Regions from separate parts of the Mus musculus genome. Here all the other regions are linked to region 3. A link is a contact called in public HiChIP or PLAC-seq and promoter capture Hi-C data. All regions are on one chromosome and are shown on one strand. The core of a region is the stretch at or near the end of the contact, and the rest is flanking DNA. Distances in the headings are between cores, read along the strand shown. Region 1 has its middle 39 kb from the start of Socs7. Region 2 has its middle 14 kb from the start of Arhgap23. Region 3 holds the start of Srcin1 (SRC kinase signaling inhibitor 1). Region 4 holds the start of Socs7 (suppressor of cytokine signaling 7). Region 5 overlaps Pip4k2b (phosphatidylinositol-5-phosphate 4-kinase, type II, beta).

What was found. Promoter capture Hi-C pulls out the DNA fragments that hold promoters and counts their contacts. HiChIP or PLAC-seq counts read pairs in DNA pulled down with a chosen protein or histone mark.
Region 1: a contact with region 3 is called in a promoter capture Hi-C map of pre-B cells, with 2.9 times the contacts expected there. The contact joins the enhancer-like site here to the promoter of Srcin1 in region 3. A contact is called at or near these places in 4 of 39 promoter capture datasets (the 3T3-L1 cell line, embryonic stem cells, hippocampal neurons and 1 more), 2 of 15 datasets of contacts at CTCF or cohesin (embryonic stem cells and large pre-B cells), 6 of 484 Hi-C or Micro-C datasets (the G1E-ER4 cell line, the HL-1 cell line, cerebral cortex and 3 more), 3 of 115 datasets of contacts at active chromatin or transcription factors (embryonic stem cells and pancreatic cancer cells) and 2 of 9 other capture datasets (liver and pancreatic islet).
Region 2: an H3K27ac HiChIP or PLAC-seq map of epiblast stem cells shows a contact between it and region 3. The contact joins the enhancer-like site here to the promoter of Srcin1 in region 3. A contact is called at or near these places in 6 of 39 promoter capture datasets (embryonic stem cells, hippocampal neurons, pre-B cells and 2 more), 10 of 484 Hi-C or Micro-C datasets (bone marrow-derived macrophages, differentiating embryonic stem cells, embryonic stem cells and 3 more), 11 of 115 datasets of contacts at active chromatin or transcription factors (DN3 thymocytes, double positive thymocytes, embryonic stem cells and 4 more) and 1 of 9 other capture datasets (liver).
Region 4: a contact with region 3 is called in an H3K4me3 HiChIP or PLAC-seq map of embryonic stem cells, with 23 read pairs. The contact joins the promoter of Socs7 here to the promoter of Srcin1 in region 3. A contact is called at or near these places in 10 of 39 promoter capture datasets (the C10 cell line, the HPC-7 cell line, cranial neural crest and 5 more), 3 of 484 Hi-C or Micro-C datasets (cortical neurons and embryonic stem cells), 4 of 115 datasets of contacts at active chromatin or transcription factors (embryonic stem cells, large pre-B cells and pancreatic cancer cells) and 2 of 9 other capture datasets (adipose tissue and liver).
Region 5: an HNF4G HiChIP or PLAC-seq map of pancreatic cancer cells shows a contact between it and region 3. The contact joins the enhancer-like site here to the promoter of Srcin1 in region 3. A contact is called at or near these places in 1 of 39 promoter capture datasets (liver), 2 of 115 datasets of contacts at active chromatin or transcription factors (embryonic stem cells and pancreatic cancer cells) and 1 of 9 other capture datasets (adipose tissue).

Annotation. Positions count from the first base shown.
Region 1 is chr11:97,399,107-97,402,513 of GRCm38.p6, reverse strand. No RefSeq gene overlaps it. Among named protein-coding and RNA genes, the nearest start is that of Socs7, 39 kb to the right of the region's middle. Within about 2 kb of position 2,048, at least 84 of the 459 cell types and tissues checked have an H3K27ac peak or open chromatin away from gene starts, as enhancers often do. A contact at or near this core is called in the HL-1 cell line, cerebral cortex, cortical neurons and 5 more, where this site is marked.
Region 2 is chr11:97,434,013-97,437,644 of GRCm38.p6, reverse strand. It overlaps a transcript of Arhgap23 not described here. Among named protein-coding and RNA genes, the nearest start is that of Arhgap23, 14 kb to the left of the region's middle. Within about 2 kb of position 2,369, at least 374 of the 459 cell types and tissues checked have an H3K27ac peak or open chromatin away from gene starts, as enhancers often do. A contact at or near this core is called in DN3 thymocytes, bone marrow-derived macrophages, differentiating embryonic stem cells and 12 more, where this site is marked.
Region 3 is chr11:97,573,239-97,576,500 of GRCm38.p6, reverse strand. It overlaps Srcin1 (SRC kinase signaling inhibitor 1), which reads left to right and starts at 1,375. Exons shown (of 20, transcript NM_018873.2): 1 at 1,375-1,533. The coding sequence starts at 1,512.
Region 4 is chr11:97,360,614-97,364,174 of GRCm38.p6, reverse strand. Socs7 (suppressor of cytokine signaling 7) reads right to left here and starts at 1,883. Exons shown (of 10, transcript NM_138657.4): 1 at 752-1,883. The coding sequence starts at 1,740.
Region 5 is chr11:97,726,495-97,730,239 of GRCm38.p6, reverse strand. Pip4k2b (phosphatidylinositol-5-phosphate 4-kinase, type II, beta) reads left to right here. Exons shown (of 10, transcript NM_054051.1): 3 at 590-686; 4 at 3,383-3,535. Among named protein-coding and RNA genes, the nearest start is that of Pip4k2b, 16 kb to the left of the region's middle. Within about 2 kb of position 1,784, at least 128 of the 459 cell types and tissues checked have an H3K27ac peak or open chromatin away from gene starts, as enhancers often do. A contact at or near this core is called in pancreatic cancer cells, where this site is marked.

The sequences.
Region 1 (3,407 bases), core at 799-3,298, 170 kb after region 3:
ACACAGAGAAATCCTGTCACGGGGAAAACAAGTATACAACCTCCCAACCCTCCCACCACACTCTGAACACCATAGGAAGATTTACAAATAGTCCTTATAAAGAGAAGGAACAGTACCATCTACCATCTTTGCCCAGCCTTTGGGGTCATTATATAGAATCCTACTAGCCCAACTAACATCCCTGGCAGAGGCAGTGGTGGCAAGGGTGGAGGTGTGGGAGGTGTGGCCAGAGGTGGGTTGGGGGCATACATCTGGACACACTCGTACCCTTTCACACCCTGCCTAAGTCAAAGCCTACATACAGCACCACCAGAGTGAAGAAGCAGTGGCCAACTGGGCAGGCACAGCCAGGTTTCTCAGTAGGTAGCTCACATTAGTTGTTTGCTCAAATTAAGAGACAAGAAGGAACCCTTATCTCCTGAGGAGTGTGCTGGGCACACCACCACCCATTTGGCTTTCTAACATTTTCAGACAAGGTCTCACTCTGTAACCTAGGCTGGCCTCAAACTCACTATGAAGCTCAGGCTGATCTTGAACTCATGGCACCTCCTCCTGCAGCTTCAAGTGCTAGGAATGTAGGCATGAGTCACTGTTCCCAGTTTCAAGACTCCTTTTAAAGAAAATGTTCAGGCTCAGTCAGCATGGAATTTCCCAACCATCTCTTGGTCGTCCTTTAAGTCTGTCTAAAAGAAAATAGACCAAGATTCAAGTCCAAGGGCCCGAGTGGCCCTGTGGTCTTCTTGTATTGTCACCTCTCTGCACTCTGGCACAAAACAGGTGACAGTGGCACCATCTCACAGGATTGTAGAAAAGATTATACAAAAATAGGGGCAGGAAGTTCTAGGTCCACATGAATGAGCCACATACGATTCATACTTCCTACAAGGGTTGAATTAATTCAGCTCGTTATTTTTAGCTTTAGAAGCAAGAGAACGGTTCTGACCTTGTCATTTAATTCTGATAGTCCATATTCTGCTATGCCACCTGGTGTTGCTTTTTTGAGGACCACAGTGGTATAGCCTACTCTGCCTTCTTCCCTCTAATAGCAAGTAGAGAGCCCTGAAGGGAGAAAGGAGGGTGGCCTGGGAGGGAGTGGAAAGGATGAGAGGGAAGAGGCTGCTCCTCCTGCACCTGCTGTCTGTGAGAACAAAGCCAGGCATGATGCAATCTGGTCGGGTGCAGCTGAGGCTGCCAGGCCTGGAGAGTGAAGTGGGTGTCAGTCGGGGAAGGTGGCAGGCACCAGAGAGTGTACACAGGTGTCCCTGGATGCCTGACAGCCCAGCCCCAGCCCCGCCCCCTTCATCTGACTACCACTGGATCCCTCCCGAAGCTCTTCACCCTCCTAGCCCCTCCCCAAATCCTTGCATCTGCCCTGACATGATGCAATGAAGACTTCAGTACAAACCGCCTTCTCCCGTAGGCAAGGGCTGGACAAGAGACCCAGGAGATAGATGCACAGGCCCTGTTGGCCTTCTCCAGCAGGTCTCCAGTGCCTGCTGTCTCTTGTCATCTTAGAGACAAGAGGGCAAATCCCCCCCCCCCCCGCACGTGTCCCCCCCACCCCCCAGGAGGAGGCGAGGGAGGCTGGAGGAGACACAGAACAACATATATTTAGAGAATTACACCGAATCCTAAGATGATACCAAGCCGGGCAGGGGTCCCAGCATCTGTCATTGGCCATCGTCAAGTCGGGGAGTGAGGGTGGCACCCACCATAGGGTAGGGTTGTCAGTCTCAGCTCTATACATCGCCAGTGAGTCTAAAAAAACATGGCTCTTCCTGCATCTTAGAAAGGATTTTGTCCCTCGCGTCAGGTAGAGGATTCGGGACAAGCCAGGGTCCCCAACTAGCCAAGGAGAAATCCGGCCACAGACCAGGACTGGAGATGCTGTTTGTGAATATTTATCCCAGCCTCACCAAACTGCAGCTGGGTGGCCTGGCTCAGAAGAGCCACTAGGTGGCAGAAGCAGCTCAAAGGCGCACTCGGCTACGCCCACTCTTCCTCCCTCGCAACCTCGTGGTAGACCCCACCCTCACCCCCGCGACTCCCGGTCGCCACGCCTCCAGCCCGAGCCCCAGAACCGGGTGACTCGAAGATCCTGTCCTGCGTCCAGCGGGATGCCTCCTCGGCATTCCCTTCCCTGTTGAGGGTTCACTGCCTGGTTCAGTTTGGCCAACCACAGCCAAGTCCATCGTATAGATTCCAAGGATTGAACTCAGGTTGCCTTGGCAACAAGTACCGTACCTGCTAAACCTTTTCACAGGCCCTCACATGTGGCTTGGAGTTTGTTGGTTTTTTTTTTTTTTTGGGGGGGGGGTGGATTGTTTTTTAGACAGGGAGTCACTGTGTAACTCTGATTGGCCTTGAAGTCATAAGAGATCCACTTACCTCTGCATCCCGAGTGCTAGGATTAAAGGCATGTGCCACCATGCCTGACTAGAAGGAATTTTATTTTTTAAGATTTATGTATATGAATGTTTTGTTTTTGTTTTGTTTTGTTTTTTTCAAGACAGGGTTTCTCTGTGTAGCCTGTCCTGGAACTCACTCAGAAATCTGCCTGCCTCTGCCTCCCAAGTGCCGGGATTAAAGGCGTGCGCCACCACCACCACATTAAAGGCTTATATGAATGTTTTGTCTGCAAGTCTGTATCTGTACCAGCTGTGTCTGGTGTCCAGTGGAGGCCAGAAGAAAGACTCAAACACCCTGGTTCGGAATTACAGATGGCTGAGAGCCACCATGTCTGAGGTTTGGGTGCTGAGAACCCAAACCTGGGTCCCCTGCAAGAACAGTGCTGTTAGCTACAGAGCCTTCTTTCCAGCCCCTGGAATTTTTTTGTTTTTTTAAGAATCGGAGGGAGGGGGGCTGGTGAGATGGCTCAGTGGTTAAGGGCGCTGACTGCTCTTCCAAAGGTCCTGAGTTCAAATCCCAGCAACCACATGGGGCTACAACCATCCGTAACGAGATCTGACGCCCTCTTCTGGTGTATCTTAAGACAACTACAGTGTACTTACATATAATAAATAAATCTTAAAAAAAAAAGAATTGGAGGGAGGAAGCAGGAAGCAAGAGCTCTTGGTAAATTGCTGAAACTGTTTGGATAAAAAGGGGACTGCCTGGCCAGGTGGTGGTGGTGGCACATACCTTCATGGAGGCAGAGGCAGACAGATCTCTGAGTTCAAGACCAGCCTGGCCTATAGAGCAAGTCCCAGGACAGCCAGGGCTACACGGAGACTCCTAGAAGTCCCCCTGTGATTCACTTAGGGAAGTGGCTTCCCAGAGAATTCAGCAGGAAACCTGCAGACAATTTCCAGGTAGCCCAATGGCCCCTCAAGCAGGAAGCAGGATAAGAGGGAGAAGGGAGGGCTGGAGAGATGGCTCAGCGGTTAAGAGCACGGACTGCTCTTCTG
Region 2 (3,632 bases), core at 1,120-3,619, 140 kb after region 3:
CCTGGTGGCATTGAACTCTGTTTACAGCCTAGGCTGGCCTTGAACTCTCAGTAACTCCTCTGCCTTAGCCTCCTGAATGTTGAGATTTACAGGCATTTACAACCAGAGAAGGTTCTTAGTTGGTATGCACACATGTATGTATATATGTATGTATGTATGTATGTATGTATGGATGGATGGATGGATGGATGGATGGATGTGTTTTAGACATGGTTTCAAGGTTGGCCTTAAATTCTCTGTGTGGCTAAGGATGATTTTGAACTCCTGCCTCCACTTCTCAAAGGTCTGGAGTCACAGATGTGTACCACCATACCTGGCTCCCACTTTTGTTGTTGTTGTTGTTGTTTGTTTCTCGAGACAGGGTTTCTCTGTGTAGCCCTGGCTGTCCTGGAACTCACTCTGTAGACCAGGTTGGCCTTGAACTCAGAAATCCGATTGCCTCTGCCTCCCACATGCTGGGATTAAAGGTGTGCGCCACCACGGCCCAGCTGGCTCCCACCTTTAAAAAGGATTTATTTTTATTATTTTTAACGTGTGTGAGTTCACATGCACAGGAGTACAGACCCCACAGGAAGACGGAAGAAGGCATCGGCTCCCATGGAGCTGAAGTTATAGACAACTGTAAGCCACCCACATGGGTTCTGGGAATAAAACTCAAGTCTTCTTGCAAGACACTGTGTACTCTGAGCCATCTCTCCATCCCCTGTTCTCCTTTTTGAGGAGGTGAGGCTTTGAACTAACTCTGTAGACTAGGCTAGCCTTGGATTCACAGAGATCCACCTGCCTCTGCCCCCTGGGTGCTGGAAAGAAAAGCATGCACCGCCACGTCTACCTCCACCCTCCTACCTCAACCCCCTTAAAGACAAGGATGGAGAAAGAGAAGGCTTCACCCCTGTGATACCAGGACTGCATCCCAGGGCCTGACCCCCCTCCCCCTAGATCCCTCGACATTACCTTCTGGGTTATCCATTCAACTACCACATGTGGAGTGGTGCCATGGGCCAGGGTGAGACCCCTTGGAAATCTAAGGCACGCACAGTCCCTGCCAGCAGGGCCCTTGTGTCAGGAGTGCCTCCAGCGTCCCCCAGCTCCAGACTCTGGCCCAGCCAGCTGCTCTCATTGACACGGGTCAGGCAGTCCTCACACCCAAAGGGGAATCCTGACATGCTGTCAGGGGCCTGGACTTCAAAGAAGAGCAGTAATGGGTAATGGGCTGTCCCAGGCTAGCCCTCCAGGAGACGAGGGTTGAAAGCAGAGGAAAAGAAGTCTGCAGAGTCACCAGGAACCAGGGGCAGGGAGGAGAGCTGCCCAGAGCCCGAGGGTCAGGGACAGAAGGAGGGAAGCTGATAGATACACTGCTGAGCCTGAGCTCAGGAAGCCAGAGTCACAGGGCTCAAGGTCAGGCCCGCCCGCTCTTCCTTCCTCTGCTTGCTCAGCACCTCCTCCGAGACCTTAGGTCCCCGAACCGCAGGTGACCAATAGGAGCCCCCACCCCCACCCCCGAGAATTATCCATCTGGTCTCTCACACCATCAAACACAGACCCGTAGCCACCCACAACCTCACACACAGTGACAAATCCAGAGGTAGGGCTAAGGTAGCCATGGGAGCATGTGACAGACAATGCCTGCCCCCTGGCCTAGTCTCCTCCCTTCAGGGCAGTGCCTCCTGGGCCTCCTCCACCCTTTAGCCCCATTCACAGCTCAGTTCCCAGCTTCGATCGAGCAGAGGCCCCTTCTGACATGCCCTAACAGGCCAAGTTGACAAGCAGGCCAGGCAGGCTGAAGCTCCCACCCCCTCCACTGACATGCATCACATCGGCAGCGAAGCAGGGGACCCTGGGCTGCTCCAGACAGCTGGCACCAGGTGACTCAAAAGGTCTTCCCTACCTGGGCTCTCCTTCTCAGACCACAGTGACACACCAGTGATCCCTGCCCCTCTCAAAGTGGGTCATAGCCAAGGAAGAGGGAGGCTGAGGTAGGGGGCAGGGGAGTATTTTCCATGCCTGGCACCCAACCACCATCTGTCCAGGAGGGAAAGGAACAATCGCAGACAGGAGTCAGCACACAAAATGAAGGTGGGTCCAAACTTTCACCCAAAGGATGTTGGAAGGATTAAATCAACAAAAGAAAGCCTTAGCAGGGTGTGATAGTACCTGTCTGTACTTTCAACTGAGGAAGCAGGACAGTTAGAGGATAGCATAACCGTTTCAAAAACAAAAAATGAAAATCTCAGCACCGACCCAGGGTACACAGTAGGAGCTTGAAAATGCAAGCTGTTTAATATCCAGCCACGTAGCTACTCAGCTAGGCTTGCACAAGACACAGTGACAAGGCACATGCAGAACTTGCCATCATGGCCCCTCCCACTGCTGACCTACAGAGGCACCGTAGCTCCGCCCACAGCTGACCCGAGGCATTTATTGGCTGAGACACACTCCCTTCCCTCACAGGGGGAAGAAGGCCCACAGACCTGGCCTCTAGGCCCTCTGGGAATGGACAACATGAGACCCCAAGTGTGGCAGTAGAGGAGGAGTATGCCAGGCTGGCACGCGAGAGCCCAGCAGGAGGTCGCTGACGCCGAGGGGGCGGGGCTGAAGGCAGAGTCTTTGCTCTCTGTGGGAAATGAGCACTTACTGAAGAGAGGGAGCTCGGAGTCAGCCACAAAGTAAACACCCAGGCCATTGCCAAGGCAACCACAGCCAGTGTGGGTCAGGGCCCACCACAATCCCTCCACCCAGACACCCCTGCGCTGTCTTCGGTCTTCTGGGTGTCCTCTCTTCTGGCAGCTCCCTGTGAGTAAGGGCTTGTAGCCCCATGGCAGGCTGGGGTCTCTGGAATACCTGGCCTGCATCTATCTGTCCCTAGTGACAGGAGAAAGAAACTGCAGCCTCTCCCTTTGGACAGACAGCTCCTAAGGATGAAGGCTACTGCTTTTCAGAAGTGGATTTGCCCTAGAGTGCCTTTGTCCAGAGCAGGCTTTCAGAAACTGCTGGGATGGAATAATAGTTCAGTCAGTAAAGGGCCTTGGGAGAATAAGGACTCAAGTTCAAGCCCAAGCAAGTTAATAAAAATAAATAAATAAAAGTTAAAAAAAAAAAAAGCCGGGCGTGGTGGCACAGGCCTTTAATCCCAGCACTCGGGAGGCAGAGGCAGGCGGATTTCTGAGTTCCAGGACAGCCAGGGCTACACAGAGAAACCCTGTCTCAAACCCCCCCCGCCCCCCCCCAAAAACGTCCAGGTGTGGCAGTGTGTATGTAATCTCGGTGTTGTCCCAGTGCTGGGGAGGCAAAACAAATGGTTCGCTGTGGTTCACTGACCAGACAACCCTAGCCTACTTGTTGGGCTCTAGAAAAATGAGAGGCCCTGTATCAAAATAACAAGGCCTAGGTTAGGACACTAGCTGCTTATACAGAGGTCCTGAGTTGAATTCCCAGCAACCACATGGTGGCTCACAACCATCCGAAATGGGATCTGATGCCCTCTTCGGTCTGATGTCTTCTTCTGTCATGCAAATACAGTACTCATACATAAATAAATGCATCAAAAATTCATGGGGGGGGATGGGGACTTTGTGAAGGGGTAACCGGGAAGGGGGATATCATTTAAAATGTAAATGAATAAAATAATTAAT
Region 3 (3,262 bases), core at 126-2,625:
GACTGGCTCAGAGGCAAGCAAGCCTAGGGGCGGGCAGAAAAGTAGGAGAGCCCAGATTAAGGCTGGGACTGGGTAGACCAAGAAGTGGGGAAACCGGTTTGTCATCTGGGCCACTTGGGGTGGGGTCTCCTCTCCTGAGCCCGGTCTGCCAGTCATTCTGCCAGGTGGCCTGTAGGGAAGAGATGCAGGCACTGGGTGGCATTTTCTTGACCATCTGAACTGCCTTTGGGAATGCCAGGAGTAAATAAAACGGGCAGAAAGCTCAGCCCACCTGCCTCTCTTGAAAAGAAGCTTCCGAGAGAGGGAACTGGCCACAGAACCCGAGGGAAGGAAGCAGGGAGAAGCCTGAGTTCCAAAGGTCATCGTGTGTCTGGGTCCGAGCTGGAGATGGAGAAGTTTGTATCATCCGCAGGTAGGCCCAGTAAGGTGAACCAGGGTGGGGCACTCCTCCTGGCGCACTACAAGCTGCTTTGGAGATGGCAAAGGTGTCCCCAGAAGAGGCGTGAAAAGACAGAGTCTGTGACGGCCTACTTTGGGGTCCACTTCAGAAGGGATCAGTGTCTCTTCAATCTCACGCAGTACCTGCTCACGCCTGCGGTAGGGGCAGGAATCCGAAGTAGGGGCCAGGAGGACGTCCAGCAGGGGGCGTCTGGGAGCCAGGTCCCTGGCCCAGTGGTAGCTGAGGAAGGGGGAAGGGCAGAGGTGAGGAGGCGCGACCATAGAGGGGTACGCTGCACTGGGGGTGGGGGGGGGTAGGTGTCTCGGCTCTCCAGGCGTAGAACGACTGTGGCGCTCCGAGGTCACCTTGGCTGGAGCGATCCCTGATTCTCTCGTCCCCTCCCCAGCCTCAAGCCCTGCTTCAACGAACCCGAAGTGCTTTTTTTATTTTTTGTCCCAAAGCGTTGAGGGTGCTTGGAGACCCAAAGAGTCACCTCCCCAGGTGCCTCTTTCGAGGCCACTCTGGGGTCAACGCATTTGTCTCTACCGCAGCAGGAGGACCGCTGAGGGTGGGGGAAGCAGGTGGAGTTTGGGGGGGGGGGAGGAGCGTGAGCGCGCCCCGCACCCTAGTCCGGGCGGCGCGCTGCGGGATCCGGGTGTGCTGCTGGAGGGCGCGAGGAGGCGCAGTGCCCCTTCCCTTCCCCCGCTCCCCGCCACCCCCGGCGGCCCTTTGTACCATCCGGCCACACGCGCGTGCCCGCATCGTGCGCGCTCCCGCCCGCAGTGACACACCCGCGCCGGCCGCACGCGCGCACTCGCGCGCACACACACAGAGACACACACACACACACTCGCTCTCGCACACTCGGTGACACGCCCGCGCGCGCGCGCACCCACACGCCCGGCCGCCGGCGCCCTCCCAAGCTGGTCCACCCCGGCGGGGCCCGCGCCCCCGGCCCGCCCGCCTGGCACCGCGCCCCGGGGCTGGGGCCGAGCGAGAAGCCCGCGAGGCGGCGAGAGGGCGAGCGCCAGGCAGGCCGGCCCGGGGCCCCCGCCCCCCGCGCCCCCGCCCGATGGGGAACGCTCCGTCCCAAGGCATGTCCCTGTCTCTCTCCTCCCTAATGTGCCTCCATGCTTAAGTGGAAGGTATTTCTGTTTTCTTTGTGTGTTTTCCCCTCGGCCGGGGGCGGGGGCGGCGGCCGGGCCCGGGAGGCGGCGGCCGGCCGGGCGAGGGATGCTCTGGGCGCAGGTGTTACGGGGGGCAGGGTACCGCTGCGCGCCGGGCTGGGACGGGCCAGGGAGGGAGAGCGCAGGGAGCAGAGAGGGTCTGGAGCCGGCGAAGCTGGGGACCCGGCGGGAAGGGCCTCGCGGTGCCCGGGGGGAGGGGACCTGGGGTTACAATGTAAGGGGGAGGGGTGGGTGAAGGGGGATGGCGAAGAGAGTCGGGGGGAGGGGAGGGGTCCATGCGAGGTGGAAGCTAGGGTTGTTGAAGGGGGAAGGGACAAGGGATGAATGCAAGAGAACCACATCCCGCCTCAGCTCTCAGAATGGGGTGCAGGCGCTGGGCTGGTAGTGCTGGACCCTTCGTGCCAGTCCCTCAGGGAAGCAGCGGACTGAGAGCGCTCTGGGTTTGGTTGTGTTGCCAGGATACAAAGCTGCATTCTACACCCCACCCCCTGCACCTCGAGGCCCTAGCCCTGGAGACCTCCTAGCCTCCACAGGAGTTGCAGAAACTGGGGACCTGCTCCCGGCTTGCTGGGTGGTGGGTAGGGAGGGCCCTGGAGAGGGAGGGATCGAGGGAGGGGCTTCTGGATCTTAAATCCTCCCCTTGCAGACGCAAGGGGTAAAGAAGGGCGCCCCCAGCTGGGTAGGGCGTCCGGGGTGATGTGGAGGTGGGGACTGCAGGGGGCTGGAAAAGTAGAGGGGCGGGGCTGGGGAGGGGACTCGCGTGGCCCCCCCTCCCCTCCCACGCACCCCCCTGCTACGTCAGAAGCTCCTGGGCCAGCTCCGAGTCCTGTCGGTGGGGGCAGCAGGATGCTGGTGGCAGTAGAGGGGGCCGGCCGGGTGCCTCCGCAGCTCAGCTGGCAGGGCCCTGTGGGGCGTGTGTGGCTGCTGGTGCGCGCCCCCAGCCCCACGCCTCCCCATGCAGCCCTGGCAGTGCCTCCGGCGCTTCGCCCTGGCCTGGTGGGAGAGGACCGCCGAGGGTCGCGCCCGTTCTCCCAGGGAGGAGGTTGGACCGAGGGACCCTGGGGGCCGAGGGGAGCCAGGTGAGCCGGATCAGTACCTCTTAAATGTTGCCAGATCTGTGGGCTCTGCAGACCCCAGCTTTGAGAGAAATGGGGTTCTCAGTTGGGGCTTCCCGGCTGCAGCCTCTCAGAAGGTGTTTGGGATAAAGGTGGGAAGTGAAGAAACTGTGTAGATATCAGTTGTAGGGAGGGATCGGGCTGTTCATTTGGGTAGGGTTCGTGCCCTTTGGGATGGGGTGATAAGATACCTTCCTCTTCTCTGGTCATCTTTGCTATGGGTGACCTTGAGCCAATTGCTTGGCTAACTCTGTGCCTCAGTTTCTCATTCCCTTCCCTGTCTCTGGCTGGTCTTAAAAATGATGATGTCTCTGATAGAGCTAGTCACTGTGGAGATGAGAGACTGTCATCTCTGGTGGCAGCTGGGATGGACGGTGGTTTCTAGCACGGCTGGTGTGTGTTTGTAACTGGACGCCACTGTGGCATATGGGTTTGGGGTTTGGTTGATGGTGGCCGGTATGGAGTCACTCTGGATAAATGGTCAGGGTGGGATGCAGCCAGAAGGAGTGCTCTTGGTAGGC
Region 4 (3,561 bases), core at 634-3,133, 210 kb after region 3:
CTGACACTACAGAACTATGTCCCGACAGTAAAAGTCTAGCCACTTCTTAGAAATTCAGGGGAACAACTCACCATTTAAGTTTGGAATTGCCATTAATTGGACTAGAAGTCACTGTGTATACCTCACCTAGACCTCTCACCTCCGTGTGAAAGTGAGAGAGTCAGCACAACGCCATTCAGAAAGTGGTCAGCACACAGGCTTTAGACAGCAAATATCCAGGAACAACCAGAATATTAAGGGAGCTGCCCAGCTAATTGCTGGCCAGACTCCTCGGGCTATTTGCATGCTTGTACTTGCGAAGAGAGTGAAGGCTGGTGCACTGAGAGAACAAGCAAGACGATCAAGATAATAACAGGCAGGTGATTGACACCAGCTTTTCGGCCCCAAGGCCACACATTTCCAGCAACCTTCAGCAATGGTAGTAATAACAGACATGGGAGGGGTGCTTAAAAAGTGGGGCCGGAACAGGGATGGAAGGTGAGGCCGGGCTTCAGATCATCCCCAGCAAGAGACGCTAACCCACTGAGAAGTGTCACAGAGTGTGAACTCTCCGAGAGTTGAAAGCTGTTTCCACAATTAGCTCTGACCTAATGCGAGATGTCACCACCTTTAATCCCAAGTGTCTGCCTCCTCCTGAAGTCCACAGCTCAGCTCTAACAGTATCGTGTTGGCAGTAGGGGAAAACGAGGGAAACGAAACAAGAAATGGAACTTTGTCGCTTGCCCACCCCCAACCCCCAAGCCAATCTCACCTCCCCGTATCCAGCTCCCGGACCGCTGAGCCTCCCATGTCGGTCAGGCTCGCAGCTGAAGCTGCCAGATCTCCCGAAGGCCTCTTGCCGGTCCCATCCCCGCCGCCCGAGCCGCCGTTACAGCTCTTCGTGCGAAACAGGCGACTGAGGCGGATTTTGAAGGAGCCCTTCCGAGAAGGGCCTGCGAGAGGCCGGAGGGGCCCGGGAGGCGGCGGCGGTGGGGGAGGTTGCTGCTGCTGCTGCTCCCCTCGGCTCAAGCGCCCTGGAGGGACCAAGTCCTGCAGCGGAAAGGGCACCGGGGGTAGTTCGGGACCCGGAGGCTGCAGAAGCAGCCGGCCACCCACTCCTCCTCCTCCACGGCCGGGGCTGCTGAGCTCCTCTTCCGAGCAGCTGTTAGTCTCCAGGCTCTCGGCCTCCGATTCCAAGCCCTCCAGGACCAGCAGCGCGTCGCTCGTCTCCGTCGGGTCCTCCCCGGCCTGCGGGGCGGCAGCAGGCGGCGGGGGTTGCGGCGGCGGCGGCTGCGGGGGACACGGGCACGGACAGCAGCCTCCGCCGGCAGTCTTGATCCCCGGCCCCGCCGGCTGTCCGAGCCCCAGGGCCGCCAGCTGCGCCTCTAGTCCAGCCACGGGACCCCAGGTCCGCTCGAGCGCCAAGCCCGGCGGGAGGGCCTTGGGATCCAGCGCGCAGCGGTGCCGGGGACACAGCAGTTCCGAGGGTCCCGGCTCCCGGGCCGCCTCCGCGTCCTCCTCCTCCGGCGGCCGCCCCACGTTGCGGAACACCATCAGCTGAGGCGGCCGGGCGCCCCGCGAGCCGGGCCGCGCGAGGAAGGGTGGTGGCGGCGACGGGCCATGGCTGTGGCCCGGGGGCGGCGGCGGCGGCGGCGGGCCTGGCTCGGGGGCGGCCTCTCCATAGCCGAGGAGGCGGCTCAGGACCCGGTACGAAGCGGCCGCCGCCGCCGCCTCGCCGTCCCGGAGCTCGGCCCCCTGCATCGGGGTGGCGAAGGGAGGGAGGGCGGGCGGCTAGGAGCCGGGCTGGGTGGGGACTAGGCCGGGCCCCGCCGGAGCCCCGCCCGCCGCGGCCCCCGGAGCGACAGCGCTAACGGCCGCCGCGGCCTCTGCCTCATAGAGGGGGCGGGGGGGGGGGGGCGCGCGGAGCCCAGCGCGAGCCCAGGCCGCGCGCTGCCGCCGAGGACCGCCCCTAGACGTCACTTCCTGTCCAGGGCCCGCCCCCTTTCCCCAGGGTGCGCAAGCGTCGGACTCCACTCTGCCTGACGTTTCTCTTGGCCCTGGTAGCTATTGGCCGTCTGCTGCATCTGGGGCCTCCGTGGTCTCCGGCACCGACCCCTGCTTTTTCACTTCCTGGGCGCCCGGGCCCTGTCCACCGTCCTGTGTAGAGCAGTGCAGGCCTCGGGACCCGGGTCTGGACCTGGGAGAGGGTCGTGGACCTTGGCACTGTCTGGGGGTCTTGTCCTGTCCATGCTGCCTGGAGTGTGTGACCTTGGCCAAGTCATTTCATTACATCTGCATCCTCTTTCCTAGCATCCGATGAACTGTGGAATGACTACATGAAAATGGGTTGTAGAGCCTGCAGTGTGCTCTTCCGTGCCAAAACAACTGGATCTTTGAGAAGACAAGAGTGTGTATATAGTTAGCATAATCTCATCATGAATTTGAAATGAAGAATGGATATACACAATTCCAAGAAATGAAGATATACAATAGCCAATTCTGTACGACTGATGGCCAAATACATCCTTCCACTGATTGTTGTCATAGTGTATGTCATGTTGAGGATAGAATCCAAGACGTGGCACGTGCTAAGCAACAGTTCCATCACCAGACCTCATTCCCAGCCCTTCCCAAAATGATGACAAGTGACCAAGGACTGCAATTGTAACAAGAATTTTTACTAATATTTTCCTCTGTTGATGAAAGAGAACAGTGAAAAAGCAAAACCTGATCAAATCATCAATCATGGGGGCAACTTTGCTGAGTCGGAATTGGTTTCAGTGACGGGGAAGAGTTCCTTCAACGTTTTTGTGCCATTGCTAATGTAACACCTACAGATAGATGTACAGGAGATGTAAATCAGAATCGCTGTCATAATCTCCATCACTTAAAAAAAATGTATGTGTATGCACATGTGTGTGCAGAATCCGAGAAAGGGCATCAGATCCCCTAGACCTAATTATTAGCTGCCCCAAGTCCCTGGACATGGGTGTTGAGAGCTGAGTTCTGACCCTCTGCAAGAGCAGAACAAGCCGTTATCTGCTGAGCTAGCTCTCTAGGCCCCTCCATCTCTCTTTCTTTCTTTCTTTCTTTCTTTCTTTCTTTCTTTCTTTCTTCCTTCCTTCCTTCCTTCCTTCCTTCCTTTCTTTCTTTCTTTCTTTCTAGACAGGGTTTCTCTGTGTGGCCCTGGCTGTCCTGGAACTCATTCTGTAGACCAGGCTGGCCTTGAATTCAGAATCATGTCTGTGCTGGGAATGAAGGAATGTGCCATCACCACCCAGCTCCCTATACCCCTTTTGTTTTTCAGACAGGGACTCTCACAAGTATCAGGACTTAAGTTTGGATCCCCAGCACAGTATAAAAGCCAGGCAGAGCAGCATGTGTCTGTGATCTTCGCACTTGATGTGGGGTGGATCCCGGGAGCTCCCTCACCAGTCAATCTAGCCAAATTGATGAACTCCAGAATCAATGAGGAACAGGCACATTACAGAGCCATCTTCCCAGCCCAGTGGGGTCATTCTGAAATAGAAATTTGCTCACAGCCTGTGATTGTAAAGATGTATTTACATATATTTCTCTGCA
Region 5 (3,745 bases), core at 535-3,034, 150 kb before region 3:
CTTCTTTTCTCTTTTCTTTCCTTTCTTTCCTTCTTTCTTTCTTCCTTTCTTTCTTCCTTCCTTTCTTTCTTTCTCTCTCTCTCTCTTTCTTTCTTTCTTTCTTTCTTTCTTTCTTTCTTTCTTTCTTTCTTTCTTTCTTTCTTTCTTTCTTTAAGATTTATTTATTTCATGTATGTGGGTACACTGTCACTGTCTTCAGACAACCCAGAAGATGGGATTGGATCCCATTACAGATGGTTGTGAGCCACCATGTAGTTGCTGGGAATTGAACTCAGAACCTCTGGAAGAGCAGTCAGTGCTCTTAACAGCTGAGCCATCTTTCCAGCCTGGTACATTCTTTTAACGCCAGCATTCTGGAGGCAGAGGTGGGCGGAGGGTGAGTTCAAGGCCAGCCTGGTCTACAGAGTGAGACCTCAAAACAAAAACAAAAACAAAAAACAAGCAAACAGAAAGAAAGGAAGGAAGGAAGAAAATAAAATGCAGATTTTGAGACTCACTTCCAGAATTTCTCCAGGCCACGCTTTGAAGGCTCTGGTGTTGCTCAGGCTGAGTTAGGGTGGTTCACAAAGCCTGTGTCTGCTTCCTCCAGGGAAAACCTCCCCAGCCGCTTCAAGTTCAAGGAGTACTGCCCCATGGTGTTCCGAAACCTCAGGGAGAGGTTCGGCATCGATGACCAGGACTACCAGGTAGGTACGGAGCTGTCTTGGCACAGCAGGGGGATTCAGAGATGTGGGGGTCAGGAAGCCACAAGATGGGCAGGGGTCAGAGTGTCAGCTGTCCCTGGGCTACTGCATCTCCCTGTCCAAGCTCACGCCTAGTGCCAGCAGACCAGGACTGGTAAGCCTGTAGGAGCCTTAGAGGATGCTCCTGCTTTGGGGGGGTGGGAGGGGGGAGCAGCGGGAGATTGCTGTGTGGGAGCAGCTTTTTGTCAGTCTGACACGCCCAGTCTAGGCTGAAGAACCCTTCCTTGGTAGTTTGACTGAGATAGAGCGTGCATGCAAGGAGGCCTGTTAAAAGCAGGTAAGACAGATTAGCAAAGAAAGGCATCAGGGGTAGCAACCTACATCATCCTACTGCCAAGTTAGAGCACCACTCCTGAGCGTGCCCCCTGTCTTCCCGGTGGTGGGCCGGGGACGGGCGACTGCTGCCTTCAGAGCATGATCCTGTCCTAGAAGCCACTGGCCTATGGGGAATGTCAGTCAGGGCAGCAGAGTCTGACTCAGCAGCCATGGCTCTGCACCGGCTCTACCTTGCGCTTAGAGCCCCTTCTTTTCCTGGCACACAGCCTGCTAGTGAAGGTGGAGATTTCCTTTGCCCTTAAGCAGTGACTTTTTCAGTCACCTGTGCTGATACCACAGCGGGATCAAAAACAAGTGCCTAAACCCCAGAAAGCTCTGTTGTGAACCTGCTAGAATTCACAGGGTCTGGAGATGAGAGCCTTCCCTTCCCCTCCCCCCACTCAGGAGGCCACACAGGCAGCTATTAGTGTCCTGAGGAAGGAGGGGAGAGCACACGCCAGGCTTGCGACGGACCTAAGCCGGAGGAAAGGTCCATGGCTGAGAAGTCCTGAGGTCGCCTCCAGCTCCTCTGCTGAGAGCAAACCCTGAACCCAGTCATAACCTGAATGGAGTCTGCTTTTCTGAAAATGTCTTGCCATTTCTGCCACCCCAAGTGGCTTGGCTCTGTTCCTTCCCCTGTGGTTTGTCCCCTGTCCCTGGGCTGTCTCACCACATCCTCTCCGTGTCTGCATCCTGCCTCTAATAGCCTTTTGGGCACATGACGTGCTCAAGGCTGAAATGAGGGCAACAAGGCTGCTGTTCAGGGAGGGGACGCTTAGCTCATGTGTTCAAAGTGCTCGGGAGTCCCAGATGCTGCACACAAGGCAGGCGGCAGGGCTGTGTATCAATCCTCACCTGGCTTACTGTTACAGGGCCAGGCAGGGAGAGAGGACACCTGGTTGACACAGCCTACTCACCTTTTTTGGGCTGGGGACTTATAGGACAGGCTTCTTTAATTTAGCACCCTTACTACTGAATGCCAGCACTCCCGACCTCTTGGTATTGCTGCCCCTGGGAAGAGAGTGCTGGTTCCCCATGGGGTTGTTGTTGTTATTGTTGTTGTTGTTGCTGTTGCTCATTTGTCTTTTGAGTTTATCATGGAGCTCTGACTAACCAGGCACCTGCTATGTAGACCAGGCTAACCTTGAATTCACAGAGATCCACATGTCTCTATCTCCTGAGTACTGAGATTCAAGATGTGTGTCATCAAACCTGGCCTTTATATTTAAGTCATTTTATTTTTAATTACGGGTGTGTCTGTGTGTGGTATGTGTGAGCCAGTGCCATGGCACTCAGAGCTATCGGATTCCCCTGGAGTAGGAGTTACTGTTATGTGCTGGGAATAGATGTTTCAAACCACTAAGCCATCTCTCCGGCCCCTCCAGAAGGTTTTGTGAGGTTGTATTAAGTGACCAAGAAGGACTTCATGAGATTGGGGAAGGTTGGGCAAAGAACCTCCCTGGGAACAGGTCCCAGCGGGTGTGATTTTAGTAACCTGGGCAGCAGGATCACCCCTGCATCTTACCTCCTGAAGTCCACATGCCCTTGTCTATATACATGTCTCACCCTCTCTGGGCTTCTCTGAGCATAGCGGGGGACAGAGGACGAGAGACGGAAGCACAGGCCCCTCTCATTGCCTTCCGACATGCACAGATGAGGCAGGCCCACCCAAGGGAGGCACTGGCAAGAGAGATGACATCATCCTTTCAAGTGATGGGATCAATACCTAGGAAAGAGGCATCCATGCCCGTGGCTCCCTGAGCTGGGCCTTTTGAATCTTTCCTAAGTTCTGTTACCCAAGAGACTCAGTGGTCCCCTTGGTCTGTCTCCCTGTGTCCCGAGTGTCGAAACTTTAAGCAGCTCGCTTGAGGCCATATTGCTTGTGAGGGTCAAGATGAGAACTCGGTCACCTCACACTGAGGCGGTTCTAGTTTCGAGAGCAGCTCTGGGGGTGAGAACAGACGTGTCACACATCAAACACAGAGCCTCGTCTGAGGTCAAAGGTCGGAGCAGCTCTGGTTATCTGGAGAAGCACTGCAGCCAGGGATATGAACACCCTAAGAAAAAAGGGGCTAGGAGACGTCCACCCTGGGCACCTCTGCCTCGGTGTTTGTCTGTCTGTAGAAGTTCTGAGTTGAAGCCAGGATCTTAGGGATGGAGAGGTAGCTCAGCAGGGGGGTGCTTCTCCAGCATGCACAAAGCCCTGAGTTCACCTCTTAGCACTGTGGGAAAGAGAAGGGAAACAAACAAACAAACAAACAAACAAACAAACAAACAAACTGTGTTTCTCATCAAAATCAATTGCTTCTGTTTGGACCCCTCAGAATTCAGTGACACGCAGTGCACCTATCAACAGTGACAGCCAGGGCAGGTGTGGCACTCGCTTCCTCACCACCTATGACCGGCGTTTCGTCATCAAGACTGTGTCAAGTGAGGATGTGGCCGAGATGCACAACATCCTAAAGAAATACCACCAGGTATGGGGAGGCCCACGCCCGGGCTGTGTAATGCCTGCAGCTATGAGGAGTCACAGGCCTGGGCTGTGGAGAATGGGTTGGGAGAGGGAAAGAGAGAGCTGCAGCAGCAGGGATTGGCGGGGAGGCCAGGTCTACTCTGGTAGTGGCAGGCATTTCCTTGTACATTGGTCCCTTTTCTCATTGCTGTGGCAAAACACCTGACAGAAACAG